2 separate regions of the Mus musculus genome follow, and region 1 is linked to region 2. A link is a contact called in public promoter capture Hi-C data. All regions are on one chromosome and are shown on one strand. The core of a region is the stretch at or near the end of the contact, and the rest is flanking DNA. Distances in the headings are between cores, read along the strand shown. Region 1 overlaps Ssbp3 (single-stranded DNA binding protein 3). Region 2 overlaps Mroh7 (maestro heat-like repeat family member 7).

Region 1 (7,190 bases), core at 3,389-5,888, 260 kb after region 2:
GTTTGGAGTGTGAATTGTTATGTAGTGTTATTTTGTGAAGTGGTCTTGATTGTCCCTTGTCCCTAATTGGCATGTGTCACTGAGAGTCGGCAGGCAAGCAGACTCCTCTTCTGAGTTTCACGGTTAGCACTTCTCCCTACCAGTGCTCTAGGGTAGGGTTTCCATTCATTCTGTCAAGGTAGTTGAGGGATGCCCTCCCCCCCCCCCCCCCCCTCATTTTGTAGATGAGGAAGTTGGGGCTGAAAGATAGTAGTAGTTCAGTGACTTCCTCAAGACCACTCGACTTTTTATATGGCCCGACACTGCCTCCTAGCTTCGTCCTTATGGAAACACCTAGGCTTGGGCAGTCTTGTGTAGATTAGAGCCTTTCCCAGGCTGGCTTTGCCTGATTACCCTGAGTTCCATGGTATTATTGCTTTATAGCTGAGAAAAGATGGTCTCAAGGGACAAGTGACTTGGCCAGGGTCATACAGTGAATTTGTTGGCAGGATTCACTGCAGGATATTTGTTGAGCAGAATGGTGTCTAGCTATCTGTATCTACATGAGCCTCATGCGCTGGGGAGAGCGTGGTGGACAGAACATAAACGCCTCTGTCCCCATGCTTTAGCTTTCCTCACTAAGCTTCTACACAGCTTGCATTTTACTGTGGATTTGAACACTACAAAGGGAATTTGGTGTAGTATTTTGCGTTAAATGCAGAGTGATAGATAAATTAGTTTGGGGAAAAGAAGTTACAAAATTGAGTCTAAAATTGAGACTGAGTCTAGGGAAATCACTCAGAATGGCTACAAGAGCTTGGAGGACCCAACGTTGAGTCTCCAGCACCCACATAAAAAGCCAGGTATGACTGCATATGCCTGCAACCCCAGCATTGAGAGGCAGAGACGGGGATTCCGGGAGTTCACTGACAAGCTAGCCAGTGAGCTCAGGTGAAGAGTGAGATACTGTCTCAAGGGGAAAGATGGAGAGGGCCAGAGATTCAAAGTTTGTTACAGGAAGCCATGCAGCGCTCTCCCTGGCTTCTGCATTTGTATGACAGCCATGTGTACACATGTACAAACACACATCCCACAGGGACGGGGGGGGGGGGGGCTGATGGTCCAGTCTGGCCTTGAACTCTTGACCCTGGAACTTCTTCTTTTTTTTTTTTTCCATTTTTTATTAGGTATTTAACTCATTTACATTTCCAATGCTATACCAAAAGTCCCCCATATCCACCCACCCCCACTCCCCTGCCCACCCACTCCCCCTTTTTGGCCCTGGCGTTCCCCTGTACTGGGGCATATAAAGTTTGCAAGTCCAATGGGCCTCTCTTTCCAGTGATGGTCGACTAGGCCATCTTTTGATATATATGCAGCTAGAGTTAAGAGCTCCGGGGTACTGGTTAGTTCATAATGTTGTTCCACCTATAGGGTTGCAGATCCCTTTAGCTCCTTGGCTACTTTCTCTAGCTCCTCCATTGGGAGCCCTATGATCCATCCATTAGCTGACTGTGAGCATCCACTTCTGTGTTTGCTAGGCCCCAGACCCTGGAACTTCTAAGTGCTGTGATTACTTGTGTTTGCCATGCTGCCTTGCCCCATTCTTTATTCAACTGCTGTTTGAGCAGGTGGTGGTCATGCTTTGGTTGAGAGAATCCGGCAAACCTGAAGGGATGGCAGCTCCCTTGAGTTATGCTGACAGCCAGGAGCAGTGGGGGCTCACATTTACTCCTTTGTGATTGCTCTGATTTGAGTGCCCCCCTAGGCTATGTGGTAAGAGTTATCTAATCCTAGGACACTGTCTTTTTAGCTTGCTAGGCTGGGTGACACTGCCAGGAAACACCAATATGGCAGCAAGACCTTCCAAAGCTGCAGTGACAACCTGCTGCATTGCCTTTGCAGTCTGCTCTGAGGCTCCCCAGGACAGAAGGACCTAAACATTGGAGTTCCTGCACACTGGAGCCCTTCTTACTAAAGCAGCAGCTCAGGCACCACCTGCAGCTTTTGCCACAAAAGAGTGACCTCTACAGCCTGGAAGAAAGGGGTGGGGCTTGACCAAGGATGCCAGAGAGGCCTGGTGTTTATAAAAAGCCCTCTGAGGTCAGTGAGAGGCAGGCAAAATCCTTTCCATGCCCCTCCTTAGGAATCCTGGACTTTTTTTTTTTTTTTTTTTTTAAAGAAGAAAGGCTATTTTAAAACATGAAGGGCTGGAACATTCTCCTTTATATTCCCTCATCTGCATATTATCAGTTGGTCACCTTTACAATCCCTTCTGAGTTGGAGAGTTTGTTTCTGGCTCTGATTCCCACTACAGCCCCTGCTTTGTTTGTCCCCCTTGCAAGGGTGGACAGAAGCCTGACTGAGGTATTTCCACCTTCAAGTGGACAGAGCGCTCTCTATCATCCCAACTCACACAGGTTTCTGATCTTGCCACAGAAGGCCTTCTTCCAAGCTCACCAATGGGTTCCCATCCCAGACAGCCCCAGTTCTGCTTCGGATGGGATCTTGCTGGTTTTTGCTTTGTCTGTGTTCTTCTGAAAATATAGTTTCCAAAACTGACCTCTAGCGCCCACTCTCTGGCCTGGTGCCCTTGAAGTGTCTGCAGTTGGCAAGAGGGAAAAGGACGGTGGAGCGGAAGATGCTTCATCAGGAGCTGGCAGTGATCCGCTTTGCTCTGTGGTAGGTATTAACTGTGTTCCCAGGCCTGTTTCCTGCTCCCAAATGCCAACATCCCTGCCTCTTAAGTGAGGTTTAACTTAATCCCCAACCTTACCTAAATGTTACTTCTATTATTATTCAGAGCTGTGGGCTGAATTTCCCTGCAGCTCTGAGAGGCTGACAGTGCCTGTCTGTGGGGATGCAGGTGGGGATGCAGCAGTAGGCTGCCTGCTCTGCTTGGCTCTGCCTGTAGCCCTCCCGGCAGCAGCCATCCAGCGAGAGCAGCTCCAGGCTGCTAGGGATCTGGGTCACTAGTGTGTCTTTAGAGGTTAGACTGGACAAACCCTTCATTCACCAGCAGGAAAAACGGAGGCCTAGGGAATGGGGGCAGACCTTTCTCCCCTTTCCTGTCTCAGGGTTAGTAACCAGGCTTCTTGTGCCAGAGCTCTCTCTGCCTTAGAGAGAGACCATAGTTTCTGAGAAGTGGTCTGCATAGAAGCTCTGAAACTGCCATTACTTTGCCTGGGCCAGATGGGCACCCTTGAGCTCAAGGCCTCTGTATCCAGATGCTAAGGGTCCAACAGCAAGGCAGATATGGAACCAGATGTCAGAGTCTGCCCAGTAAGAAGCTCCCTAAGGGTAGACAGGTGATGAGTCTTCATTCTTGTGTTTACAGTACCTGACATACAGTAAGTGCTCATTGAGGACTTGTTCAGTGAGCAGAAGGATTTGGATAATAAGACCTAACAATGAATGAGCTTGGTGGTAACCCACCCATCTGGTGGGTTAAAATGAAACAAAACAAAACAAAAAAAACCAACTCTTTTTTTTTCTTTCTTTTATATCTCAAAGGCATTCTTAGAGCTCCTCCCTAAAGACCGACCATCCCCATTCCCGGATGGCATACTCTCTGTTTTGCCTTGAGGGGAGTCCTTCCTTGAAAGCTGCCTCTTGGTGTCCGACAGCCAACTTGCTGAGTTCACGCCTGAGATTCCTGCTAATACGCTCCCTTCCTATCCCGGGGGGGGGGGGGGATATCCTTCCTTCTCCTTTCCCCTCACCCCATTGCCTCATTTTAAGTTCCCTCTGAATTTGATGGAATGATCTGCAGGGCAGGGCTGGGTGATGGTGGACCTTCTCTAATCTACCATCCCTTGTCCAGTGCTGTGCCTGCAAGGTGCTCATTAGCATCTTAATTCACTGGACTGGATTTTGTCCCAGGTATCCATCTGTATGGGACCCAGAGGCCGACTGAGGGTTGCTTAGCATCCTGGCCCCGAACCTTTCCTCAAGAGAGAAGTGAACTTGCTGAAGCAGAGCCCATCCCCATGGTTAAGTCAAGTCCCTTGCTTTCTGAGTGAGGTGTAGATGTGCACCCGCACAGCGCTCTCACCGTCAGCACAGTGTGCCAGGTGCACCGAGCAGACTTGGGCAGGTCTCTCTCAGATTCAAACTCAAACTGTGGTCCTGGGTTGCCAGCCACTTTCCTTGATCCCTTGATCTTTCTCCTTCCTAGGGACCATTTGGTCCACTGGCTCAGCCACAGGCCTGACTGCATCCTTGGAGCGATAGAGTGAGGCTATGGGACCTCTTCTCCCTTCATCCGTTTATGAACTTCCTCCCTTCACATAGAAGGGGCTGAGGAAAGTCCTTGTACAGTTGGTTGGTTGGAGGCTTATGAACGAGTTGTGAATGTGGGGAGAGGAGGGCTGCCCTGCCGTGGAGGAGGGAGGGCTGCCCAGCTGTGGAGGAGGGTGCGGCTGGGTGCTGGGCTTGGGAGGATGCTGAAGATGACTTGCAGGAGTCGGGGAGTGCAGGAGGAGAGGCATGCGGCTATGGCAATACCACAGCACGGCCTATGCCCAGGCTCTGCCTGTGGAGTGGGAGCGCCTGCAAGGAGACTGGGGGCTTGTTTGGCAGCCGGCGCCTATCAGACAACTGGAAAGTGCCAGTGCTTGCGGGCCATCTGTCCCCTGCGCCTAACTCCCAGCCACCTTCTGCTTACCACAGAAGGGCCCGGCAGTTCCACAGCACAAGGGCGAGGTGCCTGCTGGGAGGGGCAGACAGCTTTCCATTTTGCTTTTGTTTAGTACCATCCTCCTTGTAGCTCCTGGTGCTTTGGTGTTGCCAGGTGTGTGGAAAGTTTGCAGGCTGCTGTCAGCCAGCCTTTTGGTGGAGAGCTGGTGGGAGAAAAAGGTGGGTGTGTAAGTGGCCTGTTCACTCTCACTACTTGTTTGCCCAACTGTGGACTCTGGTCCTTGCCTGGCTGCCTGCCGTTTTCCCATTCTCTGCTTTAATTGTAGGAGTATAGCCAAAGCAGGCCAACACTTGGGATTTGGGTTGTGCTGTGCACCACCCCTCTTCCAGCTACTAAACGGGTTAAAAATTATGGGGAAGTTCAGTCGACACTTGCAAGATATGGTTGCCGTAGCAACAGGCCTTCTAATCTGGTAGGTGACCCGAGAGACTGGAGAAGATGTAGGGGTTGGTTTGGCATTTCATCATTTCATGAGGCTGCCTCTCCAGCTGGTTTCTTTGCTGAGCTAAAGCTTGCTGTTCCTGCCGCCAGAATTGCTGGCACATTCCAAAACAACAGTTCGGATGGCGTGAGCAGTGTTCATGGGGGTTGGCCAGACTCTGTGGAAGAGAAGGAGCTCAGGGGAGGAGAGTCTTTGTGTGGGACAGCCCTCCATACAAAGAGATGGCCTGGGTAGTGGGCGTGTCTGGCTCACTCTCCTTATCCATTAGCCCCTTGGAACAGCATGTCTATCTAGTAAATGGATTTGTTTTTTAACGTGTGTTTATGTCTGTGCTGGTATGTATACATGTGTGTACATGTATGGAGACCAGGGGACAGCCTTGAGTTGTCATCTTCAGACCTGTTCATTCCTTACTTGAGTCAGGGTCTCTCATTGGCCCATTTGGCTCACCAGGTCATCCCTTGGGGGCTCATCAGTTAGGGTAAGCTGGCTGGCCAGCAGTCCTCAGGGACTCCTGTCTCTGCCTCTCTAGCATTGGGATCACATGTGAACATCACCAGGCCAACACTTTCAGGTGAATTCTGAGGCTCACATGTGGGTGCTAATGTTTACCGACTGAGATATCTCCCCAGATCCTGAATCCCATTTGATGTTCTGTTTTGTAATTGCCTTGAGAGGGACTAGTTCTTTAAGGAAACTTGAAAGGTCTTCCTCTAGTTTGCCAAGAATCTTCCTTAAATTTGGGGGCTTCTTTGAGATGGAGGACCCAGTTGTCATGTTTGTGTTCTGGCCTCATCTTCTCGTGTCACCTCTAGATGGGTTTTGTCCAGACATTTGGTTCACTTGGGCCTATGAGGTTTCTCATGTCTGCCAGGTACCAGACATAGTCCAGCAGTGCCGGGTAGTGCCTGGGTTCTACCATTCTCTTGCAGTCGTTGTCTGTAGCATATTGCAGGCACGGCAGAGAGGAAGCAGTCCTGGCCTGAGCCTCCCAGTTCATGATGAGGGACTTAAGGAAGAAGGGCAGGTGGAGAGAGCGGCACACCCTGCTCCACCTCGTGCTTTAGGACTGTGTCAGGGGAGCCATTCATGGGGCCCAGTGTGTCTCACGTTGTGTGGAGTGAGTGGGTGTTGTGCTCTGTGGTGGGGACATCTTATTCAGGTTACATGGGTCTTGAGTGTTTTCATTGTTAATCATCCTCTGGTCTGCAGAGGGGAAAAGGCAGAGGAGTTACCTGTGCTGATTATCTTGGAGCTGCTAAGATGGTAGCTCTTAAATTTTGCAGCTCTCTCTCTCTCTCTCTCTCTCTCTCTCTCTCTCTCTCTCTCTCTCTCTCTCCTCCCCCCCCTCCCTCCCTCCCTCCTTCCTTCCTTCCTTCCTTCCCCTCCTCCTCCTCCTTCTTCTTCTTCCTCCTCCTTCTTCTTTTTTTTTTTTTTTTTTTGGTTTTTCGAGACAGGGTTTCTCTGTATAGCCCTGGCTGTCCTGGAACTCACTCTGTAGACCAGACTGGCCTTGAACTCAGAAATCCACCTGCCTCTGCCTCCCAAGTGCTGGGATGAAAGGCATACCTTGTCACTGCCTGGCTATCTTGGCACCTCTTACATTTGTGTTGGTCACAGCATTAAGGACAGTGCTGTTAATGGAGGTCTCATATGGTCAGGAAACTGGGTGAGAACTGGACCCAGAAGAGACCAGCCACCATACTGTCTTCATCATGAGACTTGAGATAGAATGGAGGTGAGGCTAAGGGAGGAAAGGTTTTGAGAAGAGATAGAACCTGACAGGAAGTGAGGTGATCCAGAGAGACTGTGTCTGACAGGAAGTGAGGTGACTCAGGGGAGACCATGTCTGACAGGAAGTGAGGTGACCCAGGGAAGACATTGTCTGACAGGAAGTGAGGTGACCCAGGGAGACCGTGTCTGACAAAGGTTCTGCACAGATAGTTTGTGGAGAAGCGTGGCTCTGTTCTAGTGTCATTTGGAGAAGCCATCTCCTCTCTAGGTGAGGCAGTCTGGCCCCTCTGGCCAGCTAGTTTCTCTGTAGAAGTGGAACTGTATCCCATCCTGCAC
Region 2 (6,395 bases), core at 2,337-4,836:
GACAAAGTGAGACCCTGTCTCAAGATGTCAAAGGCAGGGCATGTGATGGAGTACTTTCAAATACACAGGGCCTGTGCTTCCTTGATTCTAAGAGAAGGCCCGTTGCTTCATGCACCAGTTTCCTTGCTTGGAGAAAGACCACATCTTCTCTCTTCTCCAAAGCTGCCCACTGTCCATATCCAAGCATCTCTCTCACAAGGACCTTGGCATGGAATTTGGGACCCACCTAGTTAATGCAAGTTCACTTCCTTAGAGTAACTTCAACCTTAAAGACTGATCTTCCAAATCAGGTCAGTTACAGGTTCCAGGTGGATGTATCTTTGGGGTCACTACTCTACATCCAGGCACCATCTTGGGGCTCTTCGGTCCCATCAGCCTGGCATTTGACTCCTCTGCTTTCGCTACCTCGCAGGTGGTGGCTGTGTTGAAGGTAGGGTGTGCTGTTCCCATGCTATGGTAAGATGGGCTGTAACTGGATCATGGGTGAGTCGATACCGTGTTGTAGGTTGGGTGGGATGTCCTGTGCTGTGGAAAGGGTGAGCTGGCATTGGACTATGGATAGGAGAGCTGTCCCTGGTCTGTGGGGAGGGTGGACTGTCACCATGGCTATGGGTCGGGTAGGTAGGCACTCTGGCTTCCTTCCAGTGGCTCTGTATCTTAGCTGAGATAAGACCTCTCTCTTGGAGGTTATGACCTTCCCCACTCCAAGGACAGGAGGCTTCCCTCTGTCCTCCTCCTCCTCCTGTGGCTGCAGCACCTCTTCCAGTCTTGCTCAGTTTCCCAGGAACCTAACAGCCCTGGGAGCACAGGGGGTGTGGGGAGCTGAAATCAGGCACATAGATGGTGGGTGTCTCTCTAGTGGAGTGTCAGGCTTTAGTTCTCACAACAGTTAGGCGGAAATCAGCCACCTAGCTCTTAGAGGGCAGGAAAAGACCTGCCAAGAAGTTAGATACCAAAACCAGAGCATAAATAATAGATAGATAGATAGATAGATAGATAGATAGATAGATAGATAGATAGGTCTCCATATAAGGCCTCCAGCTGCACGCAGCTTGTCCTTTGCCCATCTAAATATGCTTCTGTGAGTTCAATACACAGAGGGACAAGAAAGGGAAACTGATGAGCCCACCATGCAAAACATTTAACTTTTTGAATGACAAAAGAAAAGGAAAGAAAGATCACAGGTTAAGTGAACAATTTAATATAAACAGAGATGATTTTTTAATACAATGAGTTTTTATAAATTATTAGGAGAAGTGAAAAAATTAATTAAAAAAATAAATTACTAAAAAAATAATCCCCAACAGTCCTATATGAATGGACAAAAGGCAAGGGCAACTTGCTCACATAAATGGGAGTACAAATGCCATTTAAATCTCGGCTCTATTCAAATGAGAGAAATGAAAACTAAAACCCCAGCATAGACACACACACAAACACACATGCACACACACATACACATGCACACACACATACACATGCACACACACATGCATGCACAGGTGCACACACATATACACACATGTACACACATGCACACACACATGCACACACACATGTACACACATGCACACACACATGCACAGGTGCACACACATACACACACACATGTACACACATGCACACACACACTCACACACACACAAACACCAGCATGCAGCACATCAGGTGTGGTAGTAGAGCCCTACCACCCCAGCACTCAGGATGTGAGGCTGGAGAATCATGACTCCTTTTAGACTTTGTCTCAAAACAAACAAACAAACAAATTCATCTTTTGCAACACAGAGTAGCAAAGACAGAAATGTTCTGCAATGCACTGCCCTAGAACAGATGTGGGGATGTAAGCACTGGCACAGGCCATGACCACTGGTGACAGTTTCCTCTGTGCACACTAGCAAATGGGACAGGAATTATTACATTTTATTTAATTTCTCTGTCTCTCTCTGCCTCTCTGTCTGTCTGTCTGTCTCTCTCTCTCTCTCTCTCTCTCTATATATATATATATATATATATATGTATATATATATATGTGTGTGTGTGTGTGTGTGTGTGTGTGTGTGTGCACATGTGGATGTGTGCCACAGCATGCATTCAGAGGTCAGAGAACTTGTAAGAAACAGTTCTCTTCTGGTGGGAGCACCATGTGGGTCATGAAGCTGAAACTCTGGCTTGGCAGCAGCACCTTCATCTGCAGAGCAGCTCACTGGCCCTGTGTTTACGTTTTCATCATACTGGTCAAGAATGTTTTCCATCCTGCAGTTCTGCACCGTTTTGGTATTGCCCTGCAGAAGCCCGCTGGTGCTCCCCCTCCCCCAGGAGTCCGCCCTACACATACAATTACACGCGGTCACATGAGCAAGCACTTGTCAGTGTTGTCTGCAATTGCAAACAGCAAGAGTGGTGCTCGCATCAGGAAGAGGGCTGCACACATTCCAGTAGCTGGGTTTCTGTACGTAAGGATGCTCGGCAGCTGTAGGTATGGAGGTGTCTAAGACTTCATACATGTTAGAAGCGAATGTGCACCTGTGCCATAGGCTAGCACTTGTGTAAAAGGATATAAACCCTTGTGGCTCATCTACACTAACTACCCTTGAATGGGCATTAAAAAAAAAATCTGCTTGTCTTCTGGGAAGGTATCTGGGGTAAAGTCAGGAAAGGGACAGTTAGTTAATTTTCACGTCCCTTTTCCCCCGGTGTGCATACATTATATTCCGATGAATAATTAAGAACATTGGTGGGCCTGGATACACACACAATACAACAATTCCTTCACACCATTTGAGCAGGGTGATGGGATACAGAAAGGGGGTCGAGAACTAGTCACGGAAGTGTAGTGTGGCTTCTATAACATGTGTTTCTGGTGTGGGGGGTGGGGGTTGGGGGAAGGGGGTAGGATAGCTCAGTTGGTAGAGAATGTGTATCCAAAATGAACAGAGCCCTAGGTTTGATCCATAGGGTGCGTGCCTATAATCCCAGTGTCTGGGAGATGGAGACAGGAGGATTCCAAGCTCAAGGTCATCCTTAGCCTCTGGGCAATCTTGGGGCCAGCCTGGGCTACAGGAGATTCTATTTAGTTCTAGATCCTCTTCTGGTTCTAGAATTAATGTCTATACATGAGATGTTTGAGGGTCCTTTGCTGAGGGGACCCTCCCCACCGCAAGGACAGCAGGATTTAGAGATGATGGGGCCTACCGTACAGGTATGAAGAGAGGAGGCTGCGTGTCATCCTTGGAATCCTTTCGAGGAGCCATACGGCTGGGTAGGTTGAGGCCAATGTGATAATGGACCTGAATGAGCAGGGCCAGGAGCAGCTGAGGGTAGATGCGCCTCACCCGGCCCACACAGCTGTTGACGGACAGGAGCTCACACAGACCACTGGCTGCCTGGGAGGGGAGGGGAGGCCAGTGGCTTGATCCAGTCCATCCTCCCAGTGCTTCTGGCTGGAGCCTCTTTTATTGCTCTGAGAGACTGAGGCTGATTCTCTAATCCAGCCTAGAAAAGCATGGCTCCTACCCCCTCTGGCAGACGGGGCCCTACAAGCAAGCAGGTGTGCTGAGTGAGGTGAAAGGGAAGGAAGGCAGGGTGTCCGGTTCTCACCGCTAGGGGCACAATGGAGGCTCGACCCTTCTTGGTTACAGGCTTCTCCTTCAGGCTAGTCAGGAGCAGATCCAGCAGGTCTCTGACGTCACAGCTGGGCTTTCGAAGTATCAGCTGCCTCCACATCTCTGCCCCATTGCTAAGGAGGAAAGAGGATAGCACTGCCTAGGGCGGGGGCCACCTGACACCAAATGGTTTCAGGGCTGGGTGCAGTGCCAATGATGTGGTATTCGTGAGCATGCCCACAAGGAATGATCCCGAAAACACTCTCCACGAGGCAGGAAGTTGACAGTGATTGAAAACCTTATTTCCAGGTCTCAGACCGGGTACTTTGTTCTCCTGTATTATTTCAGCAAGTACTCATTAGAGTGGACATCACGCACCAGGCCAACACTAAGCAAATCACTGCGGATACGGATGCAGACACTTACAAATGCTTAAAGTCACCACCTTCTCTAGAGAACATTATTCCCATTTTACAGAGGCAGAATGGAGGCTCTGGGAGGTAAAAACCATCAGTCCAAGATGCTGCTACTACTAACAAGCTGCAAGATGTGACTGCGTCCAACGCCTCTAAAGCTGCCTCCTAGGAGCCAGAGTTGAAGCCACAGAGCCCTTTGGGACCTGGGTCTTGCCCTTATCACAGACTCCCAGGAATTGCAACTCCTGGCCCTTTGCAGATAGCTATCCACACAGGAGAAGCAAGCAGCACCAGGAGAGATTCCTGCTGTGGGCAGCTGACAGTGAGCTAAAGAGTTAATGAAACCTTTTGCCTGAATGCAGGAGCATTTGAACCTTCCACTCACTTCCCAGCTCCGTTTCCCTGGAAACCCAATAAAGATAGTATTTCAACTATGTTGCTAGGCAACGTTGCTTATGGTTAAAAAAAAAGTGGTCATGTTTATGGCTGCTTGGTACATCATATCTGGATTAGGAGGAACTATCAATTAACTGTAAGAACCAATGGGTCAGCTACCGCGTGCAGCTTCCCAGGGACTATGACCCTTGTAGCTGAGCTAGTCTCTGAAGTGATGCAGAAAACAAGGCTCCTGTAGGAGATTCTGGTACTTGTGATTCCCCTGAGTTTCCTCCTCTCCTGGGAAGCTAGCTTCCAGACCCAGGACTGAGACCGGAAGAAGAAAGTGAGGCATGTAGGGTATAAAAGGGAAGGGGGACCTGGCTCTCAGACCCAGAAAGGGGCATCAAGTCAAGGCAGGGCATCAAGCCCTGGGAATCTAGTGACTGTTAGTGGAGTATAAAAGCAGCCCCCTGGGGCTATATGGCTCAGTGGTAGGGCACTTAGACAGCATGGCTCTGGGTGTGATGCCCAGCACTGAGAAAGAAAAAGAAGAGGAGGGGGAAGTGGGGAAGGAGGAGGAGGTAGAAGAAGAGGAGGAAGGGGAGAAAATGCCCTATTGTAATTCTAGTACCTGAAAGGAGGAGGCAGGAGGATTGTTATGAGTTCGTGGCCAGCCTGAGCTACATAATGAGTACACCTCACCCTCACTCCATCTTCCTCTCCCCCTCCCCACACACACATAGGGAGGAGAGTGGGAGAGGAGGGGAGAGGAGGGAGGGAGGGAGGGAGAGAGAGAGAGAGGGAGAGAGAGGGAGAGAGAGAGAGAGGGAGGGAGAGAGAGGGAGAGAGAGAGAGAGGGAGGGAGAGAGAGAGAGAGAGAGAGAGAGAGAGAGAGAGAGAGAGAGAGAGGAGGTTCCCCCTGGTGGGCAGTACAGCCATAATGGCTAACTTATTAGGCTCTAGAGTGGGTCCTCAGAGTCCCCACTCTTGGCTCTGACTGGCATGTCTGTCCCTATTAGCACACACCCCTCTTGCACAGTTTTTGCCTATGATCCCACAGCTACTCAGAAACAACCATCCTAAGTGGTCACTTCTCTGTTTCATTTATTTACAGAAAGGCTGGGCTGAAAGGCTGTGTCCAACAGGCTAAAGGGAGAAAGACATGTCACTTATCATCTGGCCAGCCTCCTCTCCATCCCAGCATGGACCTCCCAGAGAGGGTATATGAGCTACCCAACACCAGCAGCTACCATTAAAGTATTCTAGGCTTTGGAGTCAGTTGGACCTGAGCCTAGATCCTCGCTCTAGCAATGCCTCAGGGGGTATGGGGGCCATGAAGCATCTCCCAAGCCTCATTTCCACATCTGTAGGACAGGGCTGAGTCGGGAATGAGTGACTCTGGATATTCAGTACAGATCCAGCGGTGTTGAGAAAGTGGTTACTGGCTGTCATAAGTACTACAGACTGTAGAAGGGGCAGGGGAGAACAGGGGTTCTCTGGGTAGGAAGAGTGTCAACCCTTTGAGGTGTATAGGATGGGAGTCTCCTTGCTTGGTACCTGTCCAGGGGGAGGGGACACATGAGCAGAGCCACCACAACCTCAGTCATGAAGGAGCTGGCCAGAAAGGAAATGGGCAGCAGAGCCACTTCACGTGCTCGAGGCTCCTGGATGTGGGTCAGTTGCATGTAGATGCCCTGCATGATTTCTGGGATCTGGAGACAGCCGTGAACAAGTTGCAGGAAGGCCCATTGGAAAAGCAGAAAGAGGCATGAGGCACATGGGTAGATGGGAGAAGGACTTACGGTAGAGTAACCAGAGGGGATCAACAAGACAGGGGAGAGGAGGCTCAATGCTGGAGGGAAGTGGGAAGGAAAAGGCACCAGGGGCCTGCTGCTCCCCTGGGAGTGACCTCCCCACTCCTACAAACCTTCTGGGTTGTCTCAGGGGTGGTACATATGCCTTCCTAGCCCACTGCTCAGTTCCAGCCCCACCCACGGGC

Evidence for each region. Capture Hi-C pulls out chosen DNA fragments and counts their contacts.
Region 1: a promoter capture Hi-C map of pancreatic islet shows a contact between it and region 2. The contact joins two enhancer-like sites. A contact is called at or near these places in 2 of 9 other capture datasets (adipose tissue and pancreatic islet).

The regions. Positions count from the first base shown.
Region 1 is chr4:106,951,358-106,958,547 of GRCm38.p6, forward strand. All of the region lies in intron 4 of Ssbp3 (single-stranded DNA binding protein 3), which reads left to right. Among named protein-coding and RNA genes, the nearest start is that of Ssbp3, 43 kb to the left of the region's middle. Within about 2 kb of position 4,639, at least 86 of the 459 cell types and tissues checked have an H3K27ac peak or open chromatin away from gene starts, as enhancers often do. A contact at or near this core is called in pancreatic islet, where this site is marked.
Region 2 is chr4:106,696,530-106,702,924 of GRCm38.p6, forward strand. It overlaps Mroh7 (maestro heat-like repeat family member 7), which reads right to left. Exons shown (of 24, transcript NM_001126487.1): 13 at 5,954-6,108; 14 at 3,598-3,736; 15 at 3,193-3,383. Among named protein-coding and RNA genes, the nearest start is that of Ttc4, 21 kb to the left of the region's middle. Within about 2 kb of position 3,587, at least 74 of the 459 cell types and tissues checked have an H3K27ac peak or open chromatin away from gene starts, as enhancers often do. A contact at or near this core is called in pancreatic islet, where this site is marked.